Regions from separate parts of the Capra hircus genome. Here region 1 is linked to region 2. A link is a contact called in public Hi-C data. All regions are on one chromosome and are shown on one strand. Each heading gives the region's core, a stretch centred on a gene start, on an enhancer-like site or on the middle of the called end of the contact. The rest is flanking DNA. Distances are from core to core; before and after follow the strand shown. Region 1 overlaps ADGRV1 (G-protein coupled receptor 98). Region 2 holds the start of ARRDC3 (arrestin domain-containing protein 3).

Region 1 (6,181 bases), core at 1,367-3,866, 250 kb after region 2:
TGTTAATTATGCTCACCGATTCATTTTAATCCAAGCTGCTTCTTTATGCATTTTAATTTAGCAAAAATTTGAATTCAACAAGCATTTGTTGAATAGCTGCTATAAGCACAGCCTTCTGCTAAGGCTCTGTGGAATAAGTAAATAATAAGAGGTTCCACAGTATGCCAGCATCACATGGACTAGTGGGGGAACTGATAAGCTACTAGGTGTGTAAGAATTAAATGAAATCAATAAATAAATACAATTATTATACAAATAAATAAATAAATACAATTCCATATAAGTGTATATTATAAATACATTATATTATAAATATAGTAAATGAAATATATTATAAATATATAAATATAAATCTAATAAATATATTAAATGAAATAAATACAATTCCATATAATAAGCTTATATTATATTATAAATATAAGCTTACATAATAAATATAAATATAAGCTTATTAATAAATAATAAATGACTTAATAAATATTAGTCCTATTGTGATTTTCATTATAAAATATATATTGAGCCCAGAGGCATGGAGACATGTGGCCTAACACATACATATACAAACATATTCTAGATAGACTGTTTTTTGAAGGGATGATTTAAAAATTTCAGTGTTAACGATACTGGCTTAAACAATAACGTAAAATACATGTAATCCACCATATCACCACTTTATGATGAGAGTTTCCAAGACTGACAGAGTCTGAAGTGTTGTCCTAAAATGTCAGTTATGTTCAAGAGGGAGGGGATATATGTATACTTATAGCTGATTCACGTTGTTGTACAGCAGAAACCAACACAACATTGTAAAGCAATCACCCTCCAATTAGAAATTTTAAAAAAATGTTAGTTATGGAGCAAAGGATACATTATAACTAATAGGCTGTATGTTTATATCAGACTTATATAGTATCAATAAACTAGGGTCTTGCAGCCAATAAGATCATTGAGATGATCACTTAGGGAATGTGGCCTGCGACATCATCAGGGTTCTGCACACACTGAATACTCAGCAATGACAGAAACACCACTAACTGATGTCGGTGATACACTATGAAGGTCTGAAGCTCATGGTTTGCCTCTGTATGAAAATAATCTTAAATTCATATGCAATCATGGTGTCACATGAGGGAAAGGAGAAAGGCAGTTAATGTCACCAAACAACTATTATGTACTAAAAAATGACTAAAAATTGTAAAATACATTGCTTTTGGTTGACGTCCACAGATGCCTTATAAAGTAAATCCTAGTATTCCCATTTTGGAAAAATTAAATAACTTGTCTAAGCCACAAATGTGTAGGAGAGTATCTGTATTTCAAAATATTTTCAGCTCACTATTTCATGCTGTTTCTCAAGCTAAGGAGAAGGTTATTTAAAATATTGGCAGAGGAAAACAGCAACACAGAATTGATCTATTCTGAAGGATGAAGAACGGAGGACTTCCTGGAGCCATCTAAAGTATTTTTTAAAATTTCAGCTTATATTTGAATTCAGGCCTTTAAATCGTTTTGTCAGGAGGATTTTTGCAGGCATTTTTTTAAAAGCCGCATTCTGAGAAGGCAGACTTGTTTCCGAGGGCAGTAACCTTGTGGAACTTGCACCTTTAGATGCTCCTCAGTGTTTCTGTGTTGTCTGTTTGTCCTGTTGGTCTAATTTTGTGAAATAGGTGTAAGGCGATTCTATAGCCAGAATATCATCTTAGAATCTGTTTTCAATAGATGGATTATAAATTCTAAGACCTTACTCAGTTTTTAGTTTTTAAAAAATACTATACCTATGTGTGTTTGTGTGTGTGTACATATACTGGTGATATACAAGACATAAAACGCACCTCAACAGTTGACCCTAATGCTCATTCAGGCTTCCTCATTGATGTTCTCAGGAGCACCAGCCCAGTGCATATGTTTTAAGAGATATCCATTAGATACGCAATGAACTGCAGTGGCTTTAAATATCTTCATTTATTAATGTGAATTCTGTTTATGTTAAACATTTATTAGAAATTTGGTGAGATGAATTTGAGACTTGTTCCCGGCTCTAGTAGAGTTTATATCTGATGAGCTCTCATTGAGCACAGTTCTACAAGCTGGAGAATGCACTTTCAGATACACAACCACAATAACAAAACAACAACAAACACAGTATCAAAACAGCAGGAGGAGGGCATCCAAACAGCTAGTATTCGAGGGACCAAGATCCTAGAGAAAAGCACAACCAACTGAGCGGGGAGCCCTATATTCACTGCTGTTTATTTCTTTTTTTTCTTCAGGGAATTTTCCAATGCAAATTGAGATGCCCAGAGGCCAAACAGAAAGTTGTAGCCCAGGACTTGCCGCCATCTGACTAGGTTGGAGAGACAAAAAATAGAGTTCAAACCTACTGAAGCACCCAGGACTTGAGGGGCCAAGACCTCCAAGAAAAAGGGAATGGTAAAGGCGTTCGCCACAGCCGAAGCTGCCTGCATGTTGGCTGAAAGGCTAAGAAACTCAGCAGAAAGCAGCTGCTCAGATGCTCACAAACCAAGCAGAGAATCCAGCAGTTTCATAGTACTAAGGAATGAAAAAATGGTGTCCCGAGACTGCTGAGGAGGAGTTCCAGGAAACATGATCAGCTTTCAGCTGAGTCACTTTGGTACCCTGAACAAACTTTGTGCTTGCCCCAAGAGAGGGTGAAGACCGTAAGTGGATTAACCATCGCAATGCTTGAAACCCACAGTGCCTGGACCAAAGACCTGATTGGCCTATATTCCTCTTGGCTTCCAAAAGAAAAATTAAACCCTCTTTAGAGAAGGAAATTGAATTTTATATACAGGAGTTGCACATGATTGCCACCTATGAGAGTTTACCTGCCAAAACTTTCGTTTGGCCCACGCAATATTTGCTTTTCTCATCTGCATGCTTTGGGGAGGAGGCTGCAGTGTTTGATTCTTCTACAGTCCCACCAATCCTTGGAGTCTCACAATAAACCTGTCTGCCCACATAGGTTACTTACTTGAAACCTGAGGCATGTCCTACACATTTAAAAGCAGACAAGTGATGACGACAGATCTGTGTTGTGAGCCAAGCACTGTGAGTATAATCACAAAGGACTGCAGCAGGGGAATACCTACGAGGGGACGAGACCTTTCGCGGGGTGAGCCACCGACTGAAGAGGGGATTTAAAGACTGAGCCGTGACAGACACAGAGAACAGGCTTGGGGGAGTGGGAGGCGAGGGAGGACTCAAGAAGGAGTTGGGGATTAGCAGACACAAACTAGCGTATATACAAAGGATGAACAACAACAGTCTAGCGCAGAGAGCTACATTCAACATCCTGGGATAAACCACAATGGAAAAGAAGATTTTAAAAAAGTACAACTGAATTCCTTTGCTGTACAGCAGAAATTAACATGACGCTGTAAATCAACTAAGCTTCAATTAACAAAAAATACTGCGCTTACAAAACTTCCTCTCTGGCCTCTCATTGATCTCGTACAGCTTTCTGAGACAAACATTTCTTTTTGTCCATTTATTCACTTACAGGACTTTGTAAAATATCCTGTAGTTTACAAATTTTACATATATATAAATTTATATAATACTTAGGACAAAACTGAGGGTGAGAATCAGCATCTCCCTTTGGAAAGTATTAGCTAACTAAAGCTCAGAGATGCCAAGTCATTTGGCAGACACTTAATTGTATTCTCTTTCTACTACACCTAACAGCTTAATATGAAAGACTGTTATAAAATATGCACATATTTATAAAAAAATATATTCTCCCCACCCCAATAGCTGAGTAATATGTGAGATAAAAACAGAGTTTTAGACTCTGGAAAAATGATAAATTAACACCAAGGCAAAGAGTCTGAATGACTGGAGACAAACTGGCTCAAATGTTCATTGTTTGCTCTGTTCCCCTCAAACTCTTTTAACAAGGGGTGGTATGTCTCTTGCTTACTTTAATTCTTGTTGGTTTGATATTTTGGAATCAGAGCATGCTAGGTCTTTTTGCAGGTACAGTAAAGGCCCACAAAGCCCAAGAAGCACAGTTAAAAATGCAAAAAATGTGGTCATAGAGGGCACAGGAAAAACTTGGAAATGAAAAAGCCACCAAGTAAAAAACTCAGATAGGACTGGGGCAGGAGAAATGGGGGTACATGCTTTGCAAGGATGGAACCAGGTATCAAAAGGTAAGTTTATTCAAGCCCATCATGTCTAAACCTGTATTTGTAGAAGACAGTAACCGGCAGATCAGATCCAGACACTTTTTATTTGGAGAACCTAGCACAAACAAAAGTGAAAATCCTGTAGTCTGTCTGAAGGGCCCTGCTTGGCCAATCAACAAGTTAATGAAAAGGTAATGCTGTCATTCACTGTCAAATGGAGTAAGAAGTTTATTGCATGAAAGCCCAAGGATATTAATATTTCGTCAGCCCAGATGCTACTAAACATTGAACAGAGTGGCATGACCCAATCAGGACAATTTAAATGTATCTCCTTGTCTTAGCTTCTGTATATTTATTTGCAAAGTTATAGAAATGTTCTGGGATGTTCTGAAGAGCACACAAGGCATTCATTAGTTTCTGAATTTCACTCTCCAAAACAAGTGTAGTTAATTTTTTTCCACTGAACTTGACATGGTTCTGGGACAAATCAGTGATACAGTCCCAACCTCCCCTGGCTTCTACATGTTTATTCCAGGGCTTTCTGGGAGGACTGCTTTTCCATTCTTCATGAATAGTTCATGCGCTAGTCTCCAATGGAAACAAAGTGACATTTCTTATTACTGCTGGCTGTTGGAAAGCAATCGCAAAGGGAGTGCCTTGAAACAATTAGTCCTCTGTAACTGATTATTTAACAATGTGTATTTCCCAAGAGCTGTTCATCCGCAAAAGGAAGCAGCCAAGACTAAATATGTACTGGATCTAAGCAGACACCTGCACTGAAGCTCTCTGGATGCTAAACGGGAATTGTGAGAAGAAAATTAACAGAGGATTATTAATGTTCTTTTCTATTCCATTTGCAAAGAACTCTGTACCTTTTTGTGCGAAAGGAAACATATTCCATTTCTTGTGATTCCTCAAGGACTACTTTTATTGGGAAAATCTCTTCATGAAAGATGGCTTTAGTTTTAAAGCTGAACTTCAATATAAAACAACAAGCGATAGATACAAAGCAAGGAAGAAAGGGGCTTCTCTGGTGGCTCAGACAGTAGAGAATCTGCCTGCAATGCAGGAGACCTGGGTTCAATCCTCGGTTGGGAAGATCCCCTGGAGAAGGGAATGGCAACCCACTCCAACATTCTTGCCTAGAGAATCCCATGGACAGGGGAGCCAGGCATGCTACAGTCCATGGGGTTTCAAAGAGTCAGACACAAATGAACAATTAACACACAGACCACACAAGAATAGAGGAAAGAAGACAGAAAGAGAGGGAAGGAATGAAGGACGGAGGGAAAGAAAAGGGAGAAAAAGAAAAGAAACACTATTTTTTAGTAGAAGGAAAATGTTTTATGTGTTCAAGGCACTCGAGTGGCCACCAAAGAACAATTATCTTTTCTAAAATGTACGATAAACGGTTCCCACCTCTGAGAACTAGGCACTTATTTCCCTAGCCATTTAGCTGTTTAAGATGTGGGACTAGGAATGAAAATGATTTTAACCAGCTGACCTTAAATTTGAATACAGGCTATATATTTTTAGCTACAAATTCCATGTTGTAACTGCCTTCTCTGAAATAGGGAATGACTCAAAAACTGCCAGGGAGCATCTCGAGACCAGATGCTCACATAAACGAACAAGTTTAAGTCAGTTACACAGAGACAGTCAAGTAAGACTCTGAAGAGTGTGGTCTCATAACTCACAAACTGAGAAGTGTCATATCCCCATACTATGTAAAGTTCTGCTCCCTTGCCAACTTATGCATTCCAAGAAGAATGCATTTCAGCTTTTGGAAAGGTTCTTCTCCGTATATGAATCAGCTCCCAAAACTTATTTTTCGGCATCTCCAAGAAGCTCATGCCTCTTTACTGCTGGCTACCCTCATTATCTTACTCAGGATTCCCTGAAAAGAAGATTATCAAGTCGGTGAAATTTTGACTGAGCAAATGGGAGAGCCCTAGAGAAGCCTGGAATATACACTGTGTTTAAGTCTGAAGCTGAGTGATTCAGGTTAAAAATAGAAATGCATTTAGAACACA
Region 2 (6,709 bases), core at 989-3,488:
AAGACACTGTAAAAAGAAAACAGAGAAGTAGAAAAATAATGACTAGAATGATTTATAATATCCTAAAAGCTTCAGACAGAAGGAATAATGTAATATAATGACAGGATTGAATCATTTAATGGGCTAAAACAATTTTCCAAAATACAAGTAAATCTCTTCAGAATTCTTTTTGGTTAAATGGAATTCTAGTTGTCTTAATTTAAACAGCTGACTTATTTTTTCAGAAATAAATTATACTCCAACTTACTAAAGAGATTTTAGTAAAGAGGTTTTAGTAAAGGAGAAATTTTACTAAAAATTCTGAAGAATTCAACCACTGCTCACTGGCCCTTAATAATTTAAAATAACTCTGGTAGTAAAGGCCTCACCATAAACTTCACTTTTAAATCCACGCCCAAAGTCATCTGAACACTAGATATATAGTTTGACCTTAAGCTAACACAAATTCACCACTTTTACCACTAGGTGGCAAGAAAAACCCAAATAGCATCAGTTATCAAGGCCAGTACAAGATCCCAAGTATTTGAACAACTAGAAAAGCCACCAGGTGTCATCCAAGAGGGAAAAAAGACTATTTCCCCTCACCACCATTGAAATACACGAATTCATAGTTTTCAGCAAAACCATCTAAGCTCTATCAGAGATAAATGTCCAGCGTTTTAACTGTCAAAATAGTTTGCATATTTATATTCCATGTAAGCAATTTATACAATGCTCTTGACTCCCAAACGCTGCCTTTCAACTAAAGGCAACAAATAAAACTGAGTTTCTGGATTAAAAAAGAAAAAAACAGCAAGACCAATGAGCTCAATGGGTCATGATTTAGAGCTTCATCCTATCTTAATACACTGCACAAAATAAAGCAGTTTACACACAGTCAAAAATCTTCCGAAGAGTATTTGGTTATGTATACATAATTTGAGATTCATATTCTGTTCTCCCCATTTCTCTCTTACAGGTAATTTCATTGATTCCATACAATCTAGATGATTTTATGCTGTTAAGCCTTGCTTCCCAGTGTGATACAGGAAAGCACTCCAATTTGTTATCAAAACATTCTCAATGAAGAGACAAATGTACTTGTCCTTAAGATAGATATATTATGTGAATTATTATGTTGAACAGTCCAAAGCTGAAAATCAAAATTAAAGCTTCACAGAATTAAGTCCTAGTTATATAACAAATCATTCTTTTTTTAAAAACCATCCTCTGGGCTTCACTAACTTCTAACAAAGATTTTTCAATGCTGCTGTAAACATTATGTCAGCTAAAACACTATGTCATGCTGCCTTTTATAAGGTGGTATTTTTTTAGGCCAAATCCTATTCTTAACCCTCTGGACACAGGAGTTACAATCATGTCATACCCTGCAAATCTAGCTGTAGGTGGTGTCTCAAAAAAAGGATGGCTTCTTCCTTCGAGGAAGTGGTCAAACCTTTTTTCCCCTGGTGTCATCAAGCAAACATCTTGGTTGTTTTCACTGGTATCGAATTAAGAGATGGAAGAGAAAGCAGTGGAGGAGAAAGCAAAATATAATGATTAAATCATAGATGCTTCTCTTCTTTGCTCCTTGTTGCAATCTCTTCTAACGTCTCGACTAGGTCATTTCCACCCTGCCTACAAGGCACTGGTCTTTTTTAAATTTAAAAAAAAAAAAAAAAAACCCAAGCCAAGAATGCCCTTGTCTACTGAACATTATCTCTTCTCTGATTTTTATTACATTTTCTTTTGAAATTCGTTAAGATTATGCTCAGCGACCAGGCCTTGCCCAACCGGTTTCTCCCCTTCCCCCATCTCTCTACACACATCACTTTTTCCTCCTCCCATCCAGGCAGTGGGCAAAACCCTGCAGTGCCGGGAACGCATGCTTCGGGCCGGTCACTCAGCAGTTTTATCCTTACTGGCCTTTGCAAACAGCTCCCCACCCAAACCTTGTCCCCCGGTGGCCCCCTCGGCCATCATCTTTCTACTAGAGTGTGCTCGATAAGGGACTCTGGCTAGCACATCGAGGGTTTACGGTAGCCTGCCTACCAATAGGAGGCCACAATGCAGAGAAGTCTGGTTCAGCCTCCCAGCAGCCCCAGTGTCTTCCTCCCGTGGCTTACACCTACTGTACCCGCGAGCGAGCAAACGAACCAGGGAGCGAGCCGGGCGCGGGAGGGGGCGCGCTGGGAGGGCCGACAGCAGCCGCGGCGTGCGCATGCGCACCTGGGTTGTTTTTCACAAAGCTCCTCTTAAAGTGAGCTGGCAGCTTCCAGCCGCCCGTCTTTGTAAGGAGACCACTGAGACTCGCAGGAGCGCGGAGCAGCCAGCAGCCTCTGTGCTGCCCTGACTTTTTAAGAAATCTCAATGAACTATTTGTAAAGAATCGCTGATCTGCCTGCAAGCTTTTTGCACGGCAAAGACATAGATCAGTGTTAAGTGAGGATCACATCATATATGTGATCTTGACTTTTTTGTCTTACATTATATTTTTTATAGATTTTGTTATAAACATGGTGCTTGGAAAGGTAAAGAGTTTGACAATAAGCTTTGACTGTCTTAATGACAGCAATGTCCCTGTGTATTCTAGTGGGGATACAGTCTCAGGAAGGGTGAATTTAGAAGTTACGGGGGAAATCAGAGTAAAATCTCTTAAAATTCATGCAAGAGGACATGCGAAAGTACGCTGGACCGAATCGAGAAACGCCGGCTCCAATACTGCCTATACACAGAATTACACTGAAGAAGTAGAATATTTCAACCATAAAGACATCTTAATTGGACACGAAAGAGGTAAGTTTTTTTTTTTAACATTGTTAGGAAATTATTAGACCTTTCTTTGGAAAGTGCCTTTTCAATTTTTCTGAATTAATGTAATCCTGCTCCTAGCATAACATATAGCAGTTTGATAAAGGTTAGCAAAGTTAGAAGATTTGGATTCTCCCTGACATTCATCGTGTGTTAAGCCGTAACGCATGCAGGCATCTGCAAAGTGACTGCAAACTGCACTTATTCAACTACCTCTATACCCGGCTTGGTTTGTGCCATACACGTTTGGAATCCATTTCAACCTTACATATAAATTATGCTTAAAACCGACTCAGTAATTTTACTTATATGTTTTCAAATGAATTGCTAAAAGCTGCAGTCGAATATTAGATTTTTCCCTTATACGCTGCAACCTGAGGTCTTAAAAACTAAGCTTCAATGAAGAAATAACACTTTAAAGTGGGTTAATAGGTGTATTTCATTTTTTAATATTGACACGCAAAAGACTTTTAGAGAATTGACCGTAGTTCTCGATAAAGGGTTTCTGTGGGTTATTTTGACATATGGTATGAACACCCCACGTGTTTTTTCCCTATTCTTTCCAATTCCTTCAGAAATTTACTCAGGCGTTCTCTATTTTAAAGGACAGCACCTATCATGATGATGTGTTAAAAATCAGTTTTAAAAGCCATTTAGGGTCAGAAATTTTCTTTTCCGAGCATCATGCCTAACTTTGGAACGTGGATTCAATGAAACCCCTGCCAGTCAAATGGAATTGAAAAGTATTCGGCTCATTGGATTTGATTTTTGGTTAGAAAAGGAAGATAAACGGTTGTCAAAGGGAAAGGGGGTCCTGAGATTTCCAATCTATTGTTTAAATGGTTACATTGTGGAAATATAGGAGACTCTAAGCTTGTTTTTCTAAGTTTCCACCCTTTGTTAGAAGCGGTTCAATCCTGTTTCGGACCAGTTCTGGGGGGTGGTGAGGAGGGGCGCTTGTTCTGCTCTCAGCAGATTGGTTACACGCGTCAGGTGGTGACGATGACTTAATTCCTAGCCCAAGAAGAATATAATGTGAAAACTGGTTATGTAATTTTGTGCTTCTCCTTTTTAATGCAGTATTTAGTTCGAATGTTGAAATTTTTTTAAAAATAGAGCACGTTTTTAACCTTTTAATTAAAAAATACACACCCATGAGGAAGTGCTCATTGAACTAAGGCAAGGGTGGAAACGTGATGCTTTGAATTACTGCATGAACGCTTATTTTTAAAGTATTAAGATGAAATTAGTCTTTTAATTGCGTTTTCAGTTACACACAGATCATTTGCATACTGAAATAATTTCTAGTTAATCTCTCCAAGCAGTGACAGTCTTAAGAAATGGAACTGCCTAATGACAGTCCCGGTGTTGGTTGAACAGCACGCCCAGGAGTTTGTATTTGATCCTTCCTAGACTGGTAGCTTTTTTTAAGATGAGTTAGAAAAAACAGGTTTTTAAGGAGTTAAGGTGCACAGTGGGGTAAAAGTAGAATAATAATACGACTTACGGGGACAAACACAAATTTCATTGCTTGCGCCACGGTTTCATAGTAAAGAACACTGTGTTGCACCCCCCCCCACCCCCGCCACGGGACACCCCTCAACCCCTACAAGCATGGACGAGCTCTTCGGCTTGGAAGAGTTTCAATGACTTTAGAACTGGGACCTCTCAAACTAGCCTGGTAACTGAGGCCCCGCCCCGGGCGGCCGGCGATAGGCGGAGCCGGGTTTGTTAGCCTGTTGCTAAGGCGATGCCAGGCTCTGATTGGATTGGGCGCAGGCGGGTGGGGAGAGAGGGCTCGCCGGCTGGGGCGAGGCTTGGAACCGGCGTGCGCCGGTAAAGGTCCCTCCTGAGCCGCCGCTGCCCCCGCCCCTTCTCGAGTCCCTGTCCGGGCTTCTGGAAACGCACGGGGCTCCTGTCACATAATGTTCTCTCTCCCCCCCTCACCTCACCTCGCTTGCAGACCTGGAAAGGGACGACTTCAGGTTTCAACCGAGAGGAGAGGCAAGCCTTCCAGGTGCCAGGTGGCCCTGGGCGCAACTTTTTAGCTGACAGTTCTCTCTGTCACGGGGAAGTTAGCTGGGCCGGGTTAGCCGGACCCCATTTTCCAGGTTTTTCAGGTAGAAGTTGTTGGAAGCTCCTTTGAACGCTCTATCCCCCTCCTAGCTGAAACAAAAGCATGCTGCCCGGTCTCTGCAGGCACCAGACGGGCTACCTTGATTTGCCCTGAGGGGAGAGCGCGCCCCCAAGGCTGGCCGGGACGGGGAAAGTGACACGAACATCGAAGGCAGGGTTTGGTGGGGGCCTTGGCGAGTATTCCCTGTCACCACCAGCCCCGCCATTGTTCCCCCACCGCCACCACCGAGCTTTTGCGTCCCTTCGCCGCCCCCGCCCCTATTTCCTTTGCCGCAAATTTAAAGGTGTCAGGGTGGCCCGAGCCAGATCGAACCGGTCACCGGCTGGGGCGTGTAAAGCGGAAGCGCTGCGGCGCCCTGGCCCCGCCCCCTCTCCTCCCGCCCGCCGCCAGCAGGCTAGGGTGTGCGAGCGCGAGTGCGAGCGCCGCGCGACATATGCCGTATGTATAGCGGGGCGCGCGGGCGGCGGCGGCGCGCGGGCGGGCCGGCTGGGATCTGCTCGCGCCGGTTTAGGCCGGTCCTCTCCTGCTCCGGTCTAGTTCTTGATTGACAGCCCAGCACTTGTTTACCACGGCGCGGCCGCCGCCGCCGCTCGCCTCAATGAGACTGCTGAGCTGGCACAAAAAGGGAGCGAGAAGGGAAGAAAAGGAGAGACAGGGAGGCAAACTTTGGGCGCATTCAGGAGGGAGCGTTTTAAATGTCCCCGGACTCATCAGCCGCTTTCAGGGCCGAAATCCAGGAGAGAGAATTTGCACGGGGGTGGGGGGAGAAGAACAAAATACTGGTGACAAGACTGAGTCGTGATGGTTATTGAATAAAAGGTATCCACATATAGGCATCTTTTTTTCCCCCCCTCTGAGGGAAGCATCATTTTTTGTGTGTGTATTTATTACTTTTTTGAGGGAAAGTTAAATAATACCCGTTTCTGACAGCCTATTTAATGATAAAGGTTTCTACACCGAGGAAGCTGCGTTAGTAGACATTTATGTAATTAAATTACCTAGTTAGAACGCTTCAGAAAAGCATGTCAAGAATCCAGTACCCCCTCCCGTATTTCCCTGAGGGGTTTTTTTTTTTTTTTTAGATAGTTTGAAAAATAACCTATTTCATCAAAAGAAATTGGATGTAAAATCAAAGGTCATCCTGTTTTTTTTCTAGCACTGGGGAACATCCTTATCTTCATTTTTCAAGGATGTATGACCTGTTTTTTCCCGTTAAGCAGGCACATTTTAAGTCTAAGGTACATCTTATATATATGTGAATTTTTAGCTATTAGACTGAGGTCATAATTTTAGGTTCAGTAACAATTTTTATTTTTGACTATGAAACCGACATTAAAATCAGTTCCTTTTTTTTTTTTAACTCCCAACATCTACTTAGCAGTTTTCTAATCGTTTGAGTTTTCACATTCATATTTTCCGTATCAAAACTGATATTTTTTTTAAAGGTTTACGTGAATAGTTTTCATTTTATATGTAGGCTTATTAGGATAAATTTAAGTAAATGGTTGAAGACAAAGGTAACATCTTAGTATGAGATTTGAGGTCTGAGTCTTGGCCTATAGGATGTTAGCTGTAGATGCTTTGCAGTTTAGGTTGTTTTCCATTAAAAAAAATCACTTATGGGGTATAAATATTAATTATCCCCATTCTACAGATGAACCAGCTGAAGACAGGAGTTTTATTTTACCCAGCAGTGATGAAGTTGGAATTAGAGTTCAGATCTCTCACACTCCAAAGTTTGTGGCCTTATTTAACTATGTGAGCATCTTTTAAGTTCTGACA

What was found. Hi-C and Micro-C count contacts between places; a contact is called where the count stands out from the background.
Region 1: a contact with region 2 is called in a Hi-C map of liver, with 3 times the contacts expected there. The contact joins the enhancer-like site here to the promoter of ARRDC3 in region 2. A contact is called at or near these places in 3 of 5 Hi-C or Micro-C datasets (blood and liver).

What each region holds. Positions count from the first base shown.
Region 1 is chr7:19,928,180-19,934,360 of ARS1.2, forward strand. The region is part of intron 87 of ADGRV1 (G-protein coupled receptor 98); the gene reads right to left. Among named protein-coding and RNA genes, the nearest start is that of ARRDC3, 250 kb to the left of the region's middle. Within about 2 kb of position 2,617, at least 1 of the 5 cell types and tissues checked has an H3K27ac peak or open chromatin away from gene starts, as enhancers often do.
Region 2 is chr7:19,682,188-19,688,896 of ARS1.2, forward strand. It overlaps ARRDC3 (arrestin domain-containing protein 3), which reads left to right and starts at 2,239. Exons shown (of 8, transcript XM_005683433.3): 1 at 2,239-2,775. The coding sequence starts at 2,496.